Linked DNA regions of Zea mays: all the other regions are linked to region 3. The links are chromatin contacts, called in public Hi-C maps. All regions are on one chromosome and are shown on one strand. The core of a region is the stretch at or near the end of the contact, and the rest is flanking DNA. Distances in the headings are between cores, read along the strand shown. Region 1 holds the start of LOC103645947 (bifunctional purine biosynthesis protein PurH). Region 2 holds the start of met5 (DNA methyl transferase5). Region 3 holds the start of LOC103645943 (myosin-11). Region 4 holds the start of LOC100383040 (accumulation of photosystem one1).

Region 1 (3,450 bases), core at 497-2,996, 180 kb after region 3:
AGCCTGCTCAATGTCGGGCAGATATTCTACATCTGAATATCTGTCTGATGAGAGATAGATAGCCTTGTTCTTCGTCCTTTTGTGTCCCGGGTACGGTAGGATATGTACACTATTGTCTTGTATCGTACACTTGTACAGAATAAAACAGTGAGCTTTTAGTGGGGCCGTGGGGGTGACAACCGACAAGGCGAGTGGCGTGCGACGCCCGGTGTGTCCTCTGTAAAAAAACAGGATAATTGTGATTTAGACCCGATTAGAAACTCTAAAACTAATAATTAGCTGCTGAAATTAGTTTTGAAGATTCCAAACATCTTTAACTAATATCGTTCACAGGTTTTAGACACAGTTTAGAACCTCTAAAACTAGTAATTAACATCTAAAATTAGTTTTAAAATTCCAAACATCTTTAGCTAATATCCTAATTAATGGTTAACCAATTCACAATTAACAATTAGTTTATTAGGTGATTGAACTTAACTAATAATTTATTAGCTGGTTAACTATTAGCTTTAGAGGGTGTTTGAATGCACTAGAACTTTTGCTAAAAATTATTAATGGAATTAGCTAGCTAACAAATAACTACCTAACTATTAACTATTTACCAAAAATAGCTAATAGCTAAACTATTAGCTAGGGTGTTTAGATGTCTCAACTAATTTTAGCCACTAACTATTAGCTCTAGTGCATTTAAACACCTTCTTAAGAGGGTGTTTGAATGTACTAGAATTAATAGTTAGTTAGCTAAAAATTGTTAGTTAGATTAGTTAGCTAACAAATGACTAGCTAACTATTAACTAATTTACTAAAAATAGCTAATAGCTGAACTATTAGCTAGAGTGTTTGGATATTTTAACTAATTTTAGTCACTAACTATTAGTTTTAATGCATTCAAACACCCCATAAGCCTTCCAAACATGGCCTAATTACCTTTTGTTTTTTAATTATAGTTTAATCTCTCTATTTTGAAACAAAGCTACCGTTTGCCCTCCCTTTTAACGCCGATATTGAAAATCAAAATTAGTGTTAAAAATGTGAAAAGAAACGAGTGAAAGGCCCTAACTACCCTCTTTTTATTTTGTACAAGCGCAACCCTAAAGTTGGGAGTAAAATCACAATTATATAACAAGAGATAAAACCACAACAAATTACATATGCATCTGTCTTTCCTCGTAACGATGCAAGGGTATGACGCAGCTTCGATTTAAAAACGAATGAGTAAAATCATAAAGTTAAAATTGAGGGATAAAATTATAATTGCAAGGCCAGAGAGATATAATCATAAATGCTCAAAAACATAAGGTTGATAAGAATGGTGTCATTATTCTATTTGTAGACGTTTGCTATTGTTAGCGAGACGCCATTAAGAGTACCCAGAGCATTTTTTTTCTACCGAAAGTTTTGACAATTTAGTGCTAATTTGGGAATCTGTTTTTTAAGAGATTTTTCTATTTTTTAAAAAATATTTCTTTTTTCTCTTAGGAAAATATGAATTTTTTAGAAAAATAAAATTCTCAAACTAGCCCTTACTACGTGTAATAAAATTTCTGATATCAATTTTGTTTGACAATTTACATCCCGTTGTGTTTGACTAAAGACCAACTTTTTGATTTTTTTGTATGTTTATGTACACAGTAAACCATTATAACGTAAATAGATTAAAAGGATACATAGACATCCAAACAAAAGCTTAGATTTTATTGAAAAATAATATATATACACTTTCAGGAAAACTATTTTTTTTGGAAATAACATTAGAAATAGAAAAAAAAAATGTTGGCAGCCGTTCTTTCCTGTACCCTGCACCTGCCTTTTACTCCATTCCCCTCGGTGCGCCGCCGCCAGTCCGCCCCGCCCCGCCCCGCCCAGCAGACAGCGCAGCCATGCCGCTCCACCTCCACCTGCTGTCGTCCCCGGCCACCGCTGCCAAGCTCGCGGCAGGTCTGCGCGCGGCGCCTCTCCGCCGGTGCCACAGCTTGGCCCCGGCGCCGCGCCACACGGTACTCCGCGCGGCCGCCTCTTGCTGCCACTTCCCTGCCTGCTTCCCTCCTCCGTTGGTCGCCTCGTGATTTTAATCACTGTCTAGTGAGCCTGCTGCTGGTTTCCTGCAGGATCGCGTGGCCCTTGCGTCGTCCCTCTCGGCGGTGGCGCGGTCTGCTGGCCCCGCCGTGGCAGCGGCGCAGACCAAGCCCAGCGGTAATTAAAGTTTTTCATTTCTTTGTTCATGTGCTCTAGTGTTTGTCGTGGAGCTGTATAGGTAAAAGCTTGCCTTTTGTGTACCGTGACTGAAGAAATCTTATTGGGATGATTTCGTCTAGTTGGTTATCTCTAATATCCTAGATTGGATGTTTCTCATGAGTCATGGTCGCGGCTAATTTCACGTTTCTGGAAATTGAATTAATTAAGGGATCAGTTATGTTTATGAATATACCTATGCTCTAGCTGCCCATAAAATTGTGCGTGTGTTCTTTGATACCCATTATTTCCTAACTCACCGGGGGCTTACTTCGGGTTTATTAACTGTTGTTGGTATCCTACAGTTTCAGGAAAGAAACAAGTATTGATATCGTTGTCGGATAAAACGGACTTGGCTTATCTTGGCAATGGTCTTCAGGGTTTGGGGTAAGAATATGTCTTTATGACTTGTTTCCAGAATTTGTCTGCCAGGGTGTTTTAGGTAGTAGGAATTCTTACTTGTAGATGATATGATGTATATTACTTCTGTATAGTATAAAAAATAAGGATGCAAGTTCGAGGTAAAGAACAAAGTAAAATTCTAACTCAGCAACAGCAATGAAGTATCTCATAAACAACGTTTTGTCCCCATAGGTATTCCATCGTTTCCACTGGTGGAACAGCATCCAGCCTGGAAGCAGCAGGAGTCAGTGTAACAAAAGTTGAAGAAATCACACATTTCCCTGAAATGGTTTGAGCATCTACAGAATGTTGTTAGTGGTAATGAACATAATTCTTTTCTCGTCTTCACATATTGTCTGCATGTATCGTTATTTCAGCTTGATGGACGAGTGAAAACATTGCACCCAAGTATACATGGTGGTATTCTTGCCAGGAGAGACCAGGAGCATCATTTGAAGGCACTAAAAGATCATGGAATTGGTGAATTTATTATTCCACCATTTAACATTGCTTATGAATTTTAATTGTCACACAACAAGGTTCAATCTTTCTGCTAACTTTGTAGGTCAACAAACTGTATATGAACTAAAAACTCTTTTCTTGGGGCACAGGGACATTTGATGTGGTTGTGGTGAATTTGTATCCCTTTTATGACAAAGTCACCTCTGGTAACATCTCTTTTGAGGATGGCATTGAAAATATTGATATTGGTGGGCCCACGATGATCAGAGCTGCAGCCAAGGTAACTAAGTATTTCTGCTCTTGGCACCATTTACCATGCAATTCTCACTACATGATTGCAGTTTTTTTTTTTTT
Region 2 (3,575 bases), core at 45-2,544, 140 kb after region 3:
CTCTCTTGCGGACTCATTTATTATTACTAACGCTAACCCCGGCTTGTAGTTGTGATTATTTTTGTAAATTTCAGTTTCGCCCTATTCACCCCCCCTCTAGGCGACTATCAGTTGGCCGTCACCAGGTCGCCGAGGTACACCACCAAGTCTGAGCGAAGATGCGTGGATCGAATTCCGCCGCCGCAGAGACCATGAGGCAGAGAGGGAGTTCCGTTTCAGTTCTTTGATTCTTTCGGAGGAAAAGGGAAAGGGTAAGGGGAGCAAAAGGAGAGCGTGCGCATGCACGCACCTGGGTTCTCGACGTCGAGGACGGCGGCCATGACGCGGTCGGACGCGGCGTCCTGCGCGGGGCCCCAGTCCGTCCACGCGTCCTCGCCATAATGCAGGTCCGCAAACAGGGCCACTTTGAACACTCCTCCTGGCCCGAACCACAGCGGCGGCAGCGAGCAGGGCGGGCGCGAGGCTGCGCCACCACTTGCACAATGCGGATTTGCTCGACGGCTTGGGCGGTGTGGTCCTGGGAGCATCGGGCTTGGCGCGTTCTTGTCTGGTGAAGCCCCGCGTTCGGAGTCGGAGGGAGGTGGGCGACATTCACGGCGGGACTCGCTTGGTTGACGGGATCTACGCGCTGGTGGTAGGAGATCCCTTGATGGCGGCACGGATGGCGTGGGGCGGAGGCGTTCGTCGCGGAGCCGGGATCTACGCGCTGGGGGAGGATCGCGGAGGAGAGGGGGGGCGCGGGCAGACAGCTGTAGACGCGCTGGGGGAGGATCGCGGAGGAGAGGGGGCGCGCGGGCAGACAGCTGTAGAGAGGCAGAACACGGCGGGTGTGCACGCCTACAATAAGAAAGTAAAGATTGGAGTTATTTTCACAAAGCTGATTCTCATAAAGACATAAACGGCTAAAGCTGTCTCATGGTCATAATCCGACTGAAAACGAAACAAACAGGCCCAACTACCCACACAGTTTGGGCCACCCTACAGCTGGTTCATGTGACAGACAGGGCTGGAGGTAGAGGGGCCAACATCCGAAAGCCTGCGGCGCTCGCGGGAGACGAACAAAAATTCGAATCCGGGCTCTCCCGCTGGCCGCTGCAGCCTGCAGAAGGCTCCGCGCCGTAAAAAATTGGACGTTCCCGCTCCCTCCATCTTTTTGGTTCGGGTTTCGTTTTCCCACTGCCGCTCCCGCCTCCTCTCTGCCCTGTTTCCACATTTGACCGATCCTCTTCGATTCGATTTCTACACCCCCAGAGCTTGCCAAACCCCTCGTCTCCCAACCCTAGAGAGCAGCAGCAGCAGCAGCAGCTACCGCATCCCTTGCCATGGCGCCAAGCTCCCCGTCATCCGCTAGGCCCACGCGCGCCTCCGGCCGGAAGCGCTCCGCCATGGCCGAGGAGATCCACCAGAACCAGGAGGAGGAGGAGGAGGTTGTGGCTGCGTCCACCGCCAAGCGCAGACGCAAGGCGGCGTCTTCCGGGAAGAAGCCCAAGCCGACGCCCAAGCAGGCCAAACCGGCCGTGGCGGGGATGAAGAAGAAGGGGGAGACCGAGAAGACGGAGCCCGTTGTGGACGACGTGTGCGCCGAGGAGCCCGACGAGGAGGAGTTGGCCATGGGCGAGGAGGAGGCGGAGGCCGAGGAGCAGGCCATGCAGGAGGTGGTGGCCGCGGTCGCGGCCGGGTCGCCCGGTAAGAAGAGGGTGGGGAGAAGGAGCGCCGCCGCCTCGGGCGACCACGTGCCCGAGTTCATCGGCAGCCCCGTTGCTGCGGCCGAGGCGCACAGCAACTGGCCCAAGCGCTACGAGCGCAGCACTGCCGCAAATAAGTATATTGTCCCTCCCTTCTTACCCTGGTTTAGTATGACTATGACTGGATTTTTGCTCCCTGTTCGTTGCTTGAGAGCTGAGCAATTTGCTATTTGTTAATCTATTGCGCATGCAGACCGGAGGAGGACGATGAGCTCAAGGCCAGGTGCCACTACCGGAGCGCTAAGGTGGACAACATTGTCTACTGCCTCGGGGATGACGTTTATGTCAAGGTTTTGCCCATCGTCTTCATTGCCTTTATTTGTCATGCTGCTGCTGCTGCTCTCATTTACGCACTGCTCATGTATTTGTTAAGGAAGCATCACTTAATTGTTTTTTGTTGTCCATTTGCAATCTGTTGTGCGTGTGGTCAGCGCCCAGCGTTACATGGTCAGCGGCGGGCCTAGGATTTGAAGTATGAGTATTCAAATTTTTGGTAGAACATATTTTTTGACAATTTAAAATTACACTATTGTACTGTATGATCGGTTGAACGGTACATAAATGAAGAGGGCTAGTGAAAACCAAAGTTTAGACAAAATAGCTGTAAAACAGTATGATTTTATGTTTTTTTATAATATTTTAGCTTATATACATAACATATACATGTATATATAATTGTTTTGCCAAAAATAATGAGTATTCAATTGAATACCCTTGCTTGCATGTAGGCCCACCACTATACATGGTGGTACTTTCGACGCACCGTTTTTTTGGTAATTTTTCCGAAAAAAGTTCGGTAAACGTGAATTTTGGTCCTTTTACAAATCTATGGCGCCGAGCAAAGAGTTCATAAATATCAAGCTTTGCCAAAAAGCTTTGCTAAATACAATTTGGGAACAAAAACAACTTTAGCCTCTAATAGTTTCCAATTCTTAGGTTGTTAAATATTTTTAAATTATGCTAACTTAATGGTAAGTTCAACATTTTCACCGTTTAAATCGCTTGTGTGCCATTGGAATACTCACATGTGTTAAGTATTTGTGACTAGAGGGAGTATAATATAAAGGGGTGCCAGCCATTGATCACATCCATTATGATCTCTGAGAGCATTTGAAAATTTTCTTGTCTTATTTGCCTGTTTATGAAGTTAAAGTGTTGTTTGTGTCTTAAATTTTAGTTTGATGAAAATTCTTAGTAATTCAGCTGAACACAAACATTGATGATGCAATGCAATGATTTCAAGTCGTCCGACTAATCGCGATTAATCGCGATTAGTCGGGCTGGTCGGTAATTAGTACACGATTTGCTGGACGACTCGACCAGATAACCTAGTCGTCCTGGTCGTCCGACTAATCGTCGACTAGGGTGACTAGTCGTCCGACTTATGTGTCCTGGTCGTCCCGGCTAGGGTTTAGTTATTAGGCCTTTTTTAGCCCATCTACAGTCACTGCACGTCTCCTCTCCTCTCCTATTATAACCTACCCGCCAACAGTCTCTGGCTCTCTACACGTCTCCTCTCCTCTCTTGCACCGCCCCTGCAGTCCTGGACTTTGATTGCTGACGGCTACAGCACCCTGCGTCCCTGCCCTTTCTCCTGGAGTCCTGCAGCCTGCTGCACTACTGCAGTCTCTAATTTATATAATGTATACATGTATATTTATATATATACCTATATACGTATAGCTACTAGTGTAGGACGACCAGGGACCGACTAGGACCGACTAGGAGTCGACTAGTCGCCCTAGTCGTCGCCTAATCGCGACTAGTCACCTGGTCGGTCCTAGGGTTCGACCAGACGACTAGGCGACTTGAAATCATTGATGCAATGAA
Region 3 (3,535 bases), core at 433-2,932:
TGACAGGTATTGGAAGCTAAATGTTTTCAGTTATTGGAAATGTGTGTCTCTCAGGGCCTTAGCAAAGCTATAGCAAGGGGCTTCGGTCAAACATAGTAAGTAGGAAACCCATAACAATACTCAAGTTGCTAAGTGGGCATTAGTAAGGGATAGCATGTTTTCTTACCGGCGTCTTAGCAGGCACGTTAAGATCAGCCGTCTCTGGAGCGCTTACTTCGGCGGCCTGCTCGACTTCCATATTCCACAGCTACTTTAGCTGTCCGTCCCTGCAAATGGTAGCAAGAATCACCAGCATCAATTCCTGAATCGAATCATACATAAAACAAGTAACAGTAGAATCCAAGGCAGAAACTCAGTCCAGTCCAACGGCATTAAAAAACGGGCTTTCTTTTACAGCCTGGACGATGAAGGATACAGAGATAAAGTTCACGGCTAGAATCCAATGTGTCCACAGTGTAAAGTAAAATCATTCTGGTGCTCGGAAAGGATTAGGTGGTTCCTACTCATGCCAAGACTTACCAACAACTCGAAATTGGATCGGAAAATCGAGTGAATCTGAACCGTGCAAAGGCGCTCAGCTCACAGAACAGACTGAAAAGACCGCACACATCGATGAACACGCTGTGCGCACGACCAGATAAGATTTTTTAAAGAAAACGTTAGATTATTTGATCTGAGCTAGCTCACTGACCCTTGAAGCACAAGATTGCAGGCACCAAACACAAGGATCGACAGCAAGGCATAGCAACCAAACAAGGACAAAAAAAAAAAGCAAAGCCAAGAGACAAAGACGACAGCCCGGACTCACCAACCTCCCCACGACCGTCTCGTCCCCTCCACTGCCTACCCTGAGCGGGGACATGGCATCTGCAGCGCCCGCGAAGTCAAAGAGGAGCGAGAGCGATCCGATCGGGGCGAGACACCGGAAAAGGAAACTGAAGGTGGCTGATCGATCGAAACACCGGAAAAGGAAACGGAAGCAAGCAGGGAAGCACGAGGCAAACGAAGAGAGGCGCAGCACTCCTCCTGGCAGCTTCCGGCTGCACCAGCACGCTGCACGCATCGGAGAAGCCGAGAACCAAACGCCAACGAGGTGGCACGGCGACTCCAGACAGAGGGCTCCAGTGTCCAGACGGGCAAAGCGAAGCGAAGCGAAGCGAAGCGAAGCGAGGACCTCCGAACCAAAACAGACGGGGAATCGCCGGTGGATAATCGCTAACCCCGAGCGCAATCGGACTCATCAAGAATCAAAATGGAAGAAAAAAGAAGAAAAAACTGGCCGTTTTCAATACAAAAGAACCTCTCCATCCAATCCAGTCAGAAGAAACATAAGTCACCTTGGATTTGGATCAGGAAGAGGTGTCCCGGCGGACGGCGGTCCAATCCTTCTTGCTTCCTGTCCCTTGGCGGTTGCAGGCGAGCGAGCAGCCAGAAGGAGAACCAAGCCAGCCAACCCCGGCCAGAAATCAACAGAGAGAAGCGGGTGGAGAGAAGAAAAAGAAAAGGAGAGAGAATCTTTTTATTTCGTCGGGGGTTTCTTCCGTCGTGGGAGGGTTTATATGTAACCTGCTGGCGGTGCTGCGGTATGCCGTATGCGTATGCGTGCTGTTGGCTGAGCTGCCGCGTCCGGCGGGTGGGACCCGCATGCAGTGCCGGAGGGGTTGCTGGGCTCACCGGCCTGTGAGCTCACCTCCTCAGCATTCCAGTACTGAGCTGACGTGGATTCGACACAGATTTGGAAGTGCACGAAACATTTCTCGCGAGTAGCCAGCATGCAGGAAAAATAAATGTGTGGGTGGGGACTGGGGTGGGTTCGCTCCGTAGGAAGAACAGGCTTGGGGCTCTTTGCAATGTGGGAATATTTCTCATTTCCAGTGTTTTTCTTATAAAAATAAATTGATTTCTGTGAAATTCTTGTATAATTCATCTAAAAAATCTGCATTCCAAATGGGCTCTTATGGTATTTTGAACGGGTCTACTCCTTAAAAAGTAAATGTGCACCTAAAATTAATGAAGCAGTTCTAGTACTATAAAATCTAATTACTTTAGTTTAAATAGAATATTTTATTTTAGGTTGTCGTCCATCGTGTATATAGTCGTGAATACACAATTTTGTATTGTAGATTGCACCATGTCACATAGTGAAATTTCAAGTATGGGGTATGTAAGGCTATGGTAGATAGCCTTGTAGGCCTCACTTTATCAATGTTAGGGTTTCTTTATTCCTACTCTTAAAAACATGACTTCTTTTAGGACTTGGTCAGGCGCGATCATGATAGTTGATAGTTAATGCACAATATAGTTTGGTGCGCCTAGGTCGAGGGAGAGCACAACCAGATTGGAGGGAGGGAGAGAAATAGGCACGACCGACCATGCCTAGAGGCGAGCACAAGCACGACTGCCCAGAGTGTGGGGGTATGCATGACTGGTTAGAGTGGGCATGGGATGGGTTGGATAGAGTGAGGGGGCATGGGAAGAGTGATAAGGCAAGGGCTTGCGTGGGCTGGATTGAGGGATGGGAGGGAGAGAGACAACAAGGTTGGTGTTGTCGCTGCTTACCACAGTAAGGAGAGTGAAAAGATAGAGGGGGGAAAGGTGTGGTCAACCAGGGTTGGAGCGGACACGAGCGTGGCTGCACGAAGTGAGGGATAGGAAGAGAGACACAGGGTGGAGTGGGGGTAGAGGGAGGGAGATGGAGGGAAAGATGTACAAGCGATTAGAGTGAGAGGGAGGGAGGGAGAGAGAGCCTCAATCGAGGTTAAGTGCGATCAGGCATCATAGCGAGCTGATGCGACTAGGGCATGACTACTCGCACCTTTCCAAGTTACATGGGTGCTAGGCGAGGAGCACATGGTCAGTGGCGTCTAGGGCGAGGATTCGATCAGTGTAGAGCCTTTGTCGCCTAAGCATGGATTTTTTCCACGGACGAGAGAGAAAGGTGCGGATGAAGGAAGGGAAAGAGAAAAAAGAATAAAGGGGTATGTTGTGTAACTAGTGATAACGGTGGTTAATTTTTTTTATCAAGTTCGCAAATTTTGAGATTCGCTAGTTTAGTGAATCTGGATTTGGTGGACGTGGAATGTTTGGCAAACATTTCATGGAATGAAGTTGTTTTTTTTTTTTTTGCAATTTAAGCGGTCACCATAGAGGGAACTTATAGACTATTCGGATTTGGATTAACAAACATTAGTTAACCCGAGCTTGTAATAGATTAATGTGTGGCAATAACATGTAAATAAACTATATATGGTCCACTACCTACCATAAGATCATAATATGAACCGATTTTGTAGCTCGGGGTTACAAGGACCCTCTAAGATTTCCATGGTAAAAGTCAACCGAAAGTCATACGGCCACCTACACATGACTACTACAGTAGAACATAGGGTAGAGCGACGAACGATTCAGCGAAAAAGCGACCAAACTCTTTCTTCCTCATCCTTCTCTCTCTCTTTCATTTTGCATATGGTATGCTCTCTATCTAGTCATGCTTGTGGGTCCAACAAATTAGATTGGTTTAATATTGAAATACGTA
Region 4 (3,596 bases), core at 818-3,317, 160 kb before region 3:
ATTGCGACTTAGCTTACTGACCTTGTAACAAAAGCTTGCAGCCCGAATGCATTGTGTCTTATGAAGTTGTAAAAGGCTTGGATAAACAACGAGCCTTGAATATTGCAGAAAGATTATGATAGAATGCATAATTAGGAAAAAGAATCAACCATTGTAATTTTCAATTGAACCGGAAAAAAAACATTCAGCATGTTAATTTTTTTATGGATGGCATAATAGCATGCTCAACCTTGCTGAGCCTAGCAGTAAAATAGAAGATATGGTGGCATAACAGCATGCTCAAATTTAAATGTACTATGAATAAAGCCTTCTAAAGTAAATTTAAAATATAATTCTTGGTGGGAAATTAAGTTACAAATATTTCTCCTTACTAATTGATTGTTTCACACATTCACTTGAGGGTTTAGTGGCAACTTCGTCTGAGCTTGAGAGTGTTGTGAGGCAGCCATATTTCTGCAGGCATAAATTCCATTTTTTTGCAGCGCAGCTATTGCCTCCCCATCTTTGAGTCCATCCTCCGAGGGACTCAGAGCCTACTCACTCGCCATAGATAATTTAATAATCAATATAGTGCTATATTTAGTAAGTGGAGAAGATACTCTAATCCTTCTTTTGTGTTAGAGTTCTAGAATTGAAAGCACAATAAACCTTTGGCGCGGGACCTACCCCGATGCTCACTTTAATGTATTGTGTCATCTTTGTGGTTAGCACATGCACACAGGCAAAGAACAAAGATGTGGACCTTTGGTAGTCGTGTACTGCCGCAGTGCCGTGCAATAGGATCGTACTGCTAGAGCTGCATCGTTTGGTAAGTCCACACATACCAATTTTTCAAATCAAAGGATTGATGATGAAGTATGTAAGCTTAACTTTTCAGGGAAAAAATAAGTGATCCTAATTGATGATGGTACTTTGATATGAAATATGTTGAACATATATTGTGCATCAAATTTTATAGCAACACTAACCAATTTATTGTAGCAGTGTACTATTGCAGCAGACCAACAGCATTAAAAAACAAACAATATAAAAAATATCAGAAATCGGTACTGTTGATTTCTCAATGAACATGAATAATAAGTGCTACTTTGAACATTTACAACCACTGCTTCTAAAGGAAGACACTGAATAAATCTGTTGATAGAATAATAAGATAAAATTGAAATTCATATTGTTGTCTTGTACATCAAAACTAACACCACAGGCATGGCAAAGATGTGGTACATGTGCGTTAGAGGTGCCTATCCATTCATATACTCATTTTATCTAATCCTTTGAGGGCAGTTGCCTAATGCATCCATATAGACATTTCATCTAACACCTTAAGGGCATTTCTTCAAACATTCTACCATGACATCAATAGATGGCAAATGCATTCAGGGCTAGAGTGATAAAATCAAAAATGAAGAGTAAACACTTCAGTAGACACAAGCAATGTGTTTCATATTTCAAGCCTGTCTCACAAACGTGCAAGTCAGCTGATGGCCATTTCTGTTCGTTGTGTTGAACGGACGCGCATTAGTCAATTGAAAATTCAAAGCAACTTTAACGACATTAAAAGAAGGGGGAGTCAGTGGAGGTAGTGGGGGGTCTTCAGATAGGAGACACACGGAAGGTTGAGGCCTCGGCATGGCGGCCGGATTTCACTTCTTCTCCCTCACCTTATCTTACTCGTGGCCTCCCGGGATGCAGGCTGTTGCGGACCAGGCGACGGGGCCCTCCGCGTCCCGCCGTACCGGCTCCTCCCGCGCTTCCTCGCCACGCCGCTGCACCTGGAGGCGAATGGTGGTGACGGTCAGCAGACGGAGGTGGAGGGAGAACGGAGAAGGACGCATCCGGGCGGTGCATACAACCGGCAACAGTGGCCAGATGCCGACGGGACCCGGTGGTGGGGTGGCGGAGGTGGAGCGGCGATGGCTGGAGACAGCAGGGCCCGACGGTGGCAAGGCGGAGGTGCTTCTCCGGCCGACGGTGGAAGGCGTCAGGACCCAGAGGCGAGGAGGAAGAAGTGGAGGCGAGCGAGAACCGGAGGGGAGGGAGTTGGGGCGCCGGCCGCGCGAGGGGAGAGAGACCGGGGTGAGAGATGGAGGTGATAAGGAAGAAGTAAATGTGCCGCCTGGACGGGAGATTTTCGCCAATTATGAAACGTTCGGCTTCAACAAATGGAAACGCAGAGGAGGGATTCGAAGATTTGGAAATTTAGGGCATGTTTGGTTTCAATTAGTCTTAGGACTAAACTTTAGTGCTAGGACTAAACTTTAGTCCATATATGTTTGGTTTTAGGGACTAAATAGATTCTAAAGTCATTAAATACACTGTCTAAAGACTCAAATACCCTTAGAATACACTCATAATATTAGTTATCTATAAAAAAAGTAAGGGCAACATGATAATTATGGGCTTTTAGTCTCTTTTAGCACCTATGTGAAGGACTAAAGACTAAATCATTTTAGTCCATATTTTAGTCCTAGTGTTTGGCAAAAAAGAGACTAAAAGGGACTAAAAACTAGAGACTAATCTTTAGTCCCTCTAACCAAACACCACCTTATACGGTGCGTAACCGTTTGTATAGACTCAAAATCTCTCTTGGGCGCTGAGGACAACCATTAATCCTCCTCCGTCCGAATCAGGGGGTGTTTGGTTCTGTGGACTAAAGTTTAGCCCGGGTCACATCAAGCATTTGACTTTCAAATAGGAGTATGAAATATAGAACCAACCAACTGTACTAGATTCGTCTCACTTTTTAATCTTCGGCTGAGAAATTAGTTTTATAATCTGACTACATTTAATACCCCGAATGGAGGTTCAAACATTCGATGTGATAGGGGCTAAATTTTAGCAGGGGCAAACCAAACACCCCATCAGTCTGCAGGGCACGATTTCCGTCTGCATCGCTGTCAGTGCCGTAGCCGCCACTCCTATCTCCGGTGAGCTCTCTCCTTCTCTCTTCTTCCTCAACAATGGCATCATGATAGACAGCTCGCCGAGGCAGGCCATGGCGAAGGGGTGCGACAGCACGCTGCGGCACGTGTCGAGCACCTTGTTGAAATGGCGCACGGCCTCGTCGGGGAGGCCGGCGTCCAGTGCCGCCACCGCGGCGGTGGAGGACGAGCTTCACGTGCGCCGGCAGCTGCGACACGGACTCCGCCCTTGTATTGGCGGGCGCCAGCAGGTTCGACGGGGGCGGGAACCTGTCCTCCGACCAGCACACGCTCTCGCGCCGGAACATCACGGAGGCGAGGCGGTGGTCGGTTTGGAGAAGCACCAACGCGTCCTCCATCAGGCCGAGGTGGAAGCAAGCCTGGCCCAGGACCAAGTACCTCCATTGGTGGGCGTGGATGCTGGAGAAGGTGGCGACCAGGCGACGCTTGAGGCTGGACACGTCGAGGCAGCACAGGAAGCGGCCAGCGTCGGGGCGGTCGTGGTCCGGTGACAGGAGATCTGCCCCCGGAGCCAGACGAGCAGGATGAGGAGGACAAGACGGTGGTGGCGTCGTCGGCCGAGCACGACTTGGCGCAGCAGCTGGGGTTCATCTCGAGCCGCCCTCTGCTTCCGAGATCTCTCTGCTTCCAGTGTCGCAGTCGGCCAACAACATC

What was found. Hi-C and Micro-C count contacts between places; a contact is called where the count stands out from the background.
Region 1: a Hi-C map of leaf shows a contact between it and region 3, with 2.0 times the contacts expected there. The contact joins the promoter of LOC103645947 here to the promoter of LOC103645943 in region 3. A contact is called at or near these places in 3 of 25 Hi-C or Micro-C datasets (endosperm and leaf).
Region 2: a contact with region 3 is called in a Hi-C map of endosperm, with 2.6 times the contacts expected there. The contact joins the promoter of met5 here to the promoter of LOC103645943 in region 3. A contact is called at or near these places in 16 of 25 Hi-C or Micro-C datasets (bundle sheath, ear, endosperm and 4 more) and 1 of 3 datasets of contacts at active chromatin or transcription factors (leaf).
Region 4: a contact with region 3 is called in a Hi-C map of leaf mesophyll, with 2.0 times the contacts expected there. The contact joins the promoter of LOC100383040 here to the promoter of LOC103645943 in region 3. A contact is called at or near these places in 13 of 25 Hi-C or Micro-C datasets (bundle sheath, ear, leaf and 3 more) and 1 of 3 datasets of contacts at active chromatin or transcription factors (leaf).

What each region holds. Positions count from the first base shown.
Region 1 is chr2:10,782,233-10,785,682 of Zm-B73-REFERENCE-NAM-5.0, forward strand. LOC103645947 (bifunctional purine biosynthesis protein PurH) reads left to right here and starts at 1,747. Exons shown (of 12, transcript XM_008670672.3): 1 at 1,747-1,997; 2 at 2,109-2,193; 3 at 2,538-2,619; 4 at 2,827-2,923; 5 at 3,012-3,114; 6 at 3,246-3,376. The coding sequence starts at 1,881. It overlaps LOC103645946, which reads left to right. Exons shown (of 9, transcript NM_001301622.1): 9 at 1-36. The coding sequence ends at 36.
Region 2 is chr2:10,735,373-10,738,947 of Zm-B73-REFERENCE-NAM-5.0, forward strand. met5 (DNA methyl transferase5) reads left to right here and starts at 1,295. Exons shown (of 20, transcript NM_001111697.2): 1 at 1,295-1,822; 2 at 1,939-2,035. The coding sequence starts at 1,323.
Region 3 is chr2:10,599,260-10,602,794 of Zm-B73-REFERENCE-NAM-5.0, forward strand. LOC103645943 (myosin-11) reads right to left here and starts at 1,683. Exons shown (of 9, transcript XM_020548133.2): 1 at 1,338-1,683; 2 at 167-266. The coding sequence starts at 238.
Region 4 is chr2:10,438,824-10,442,419 of Zm-B73-REFERENCE-NAM-5.0, forward strand. LOC100383040 (accumulation of photosystem one1) reads right to left here and starts at 2,068. Exons shown (of 9, transcript NM_001175717.1): 1 at 1,854-2,068; 2 at 1,662-1,772; 3 at 22-94.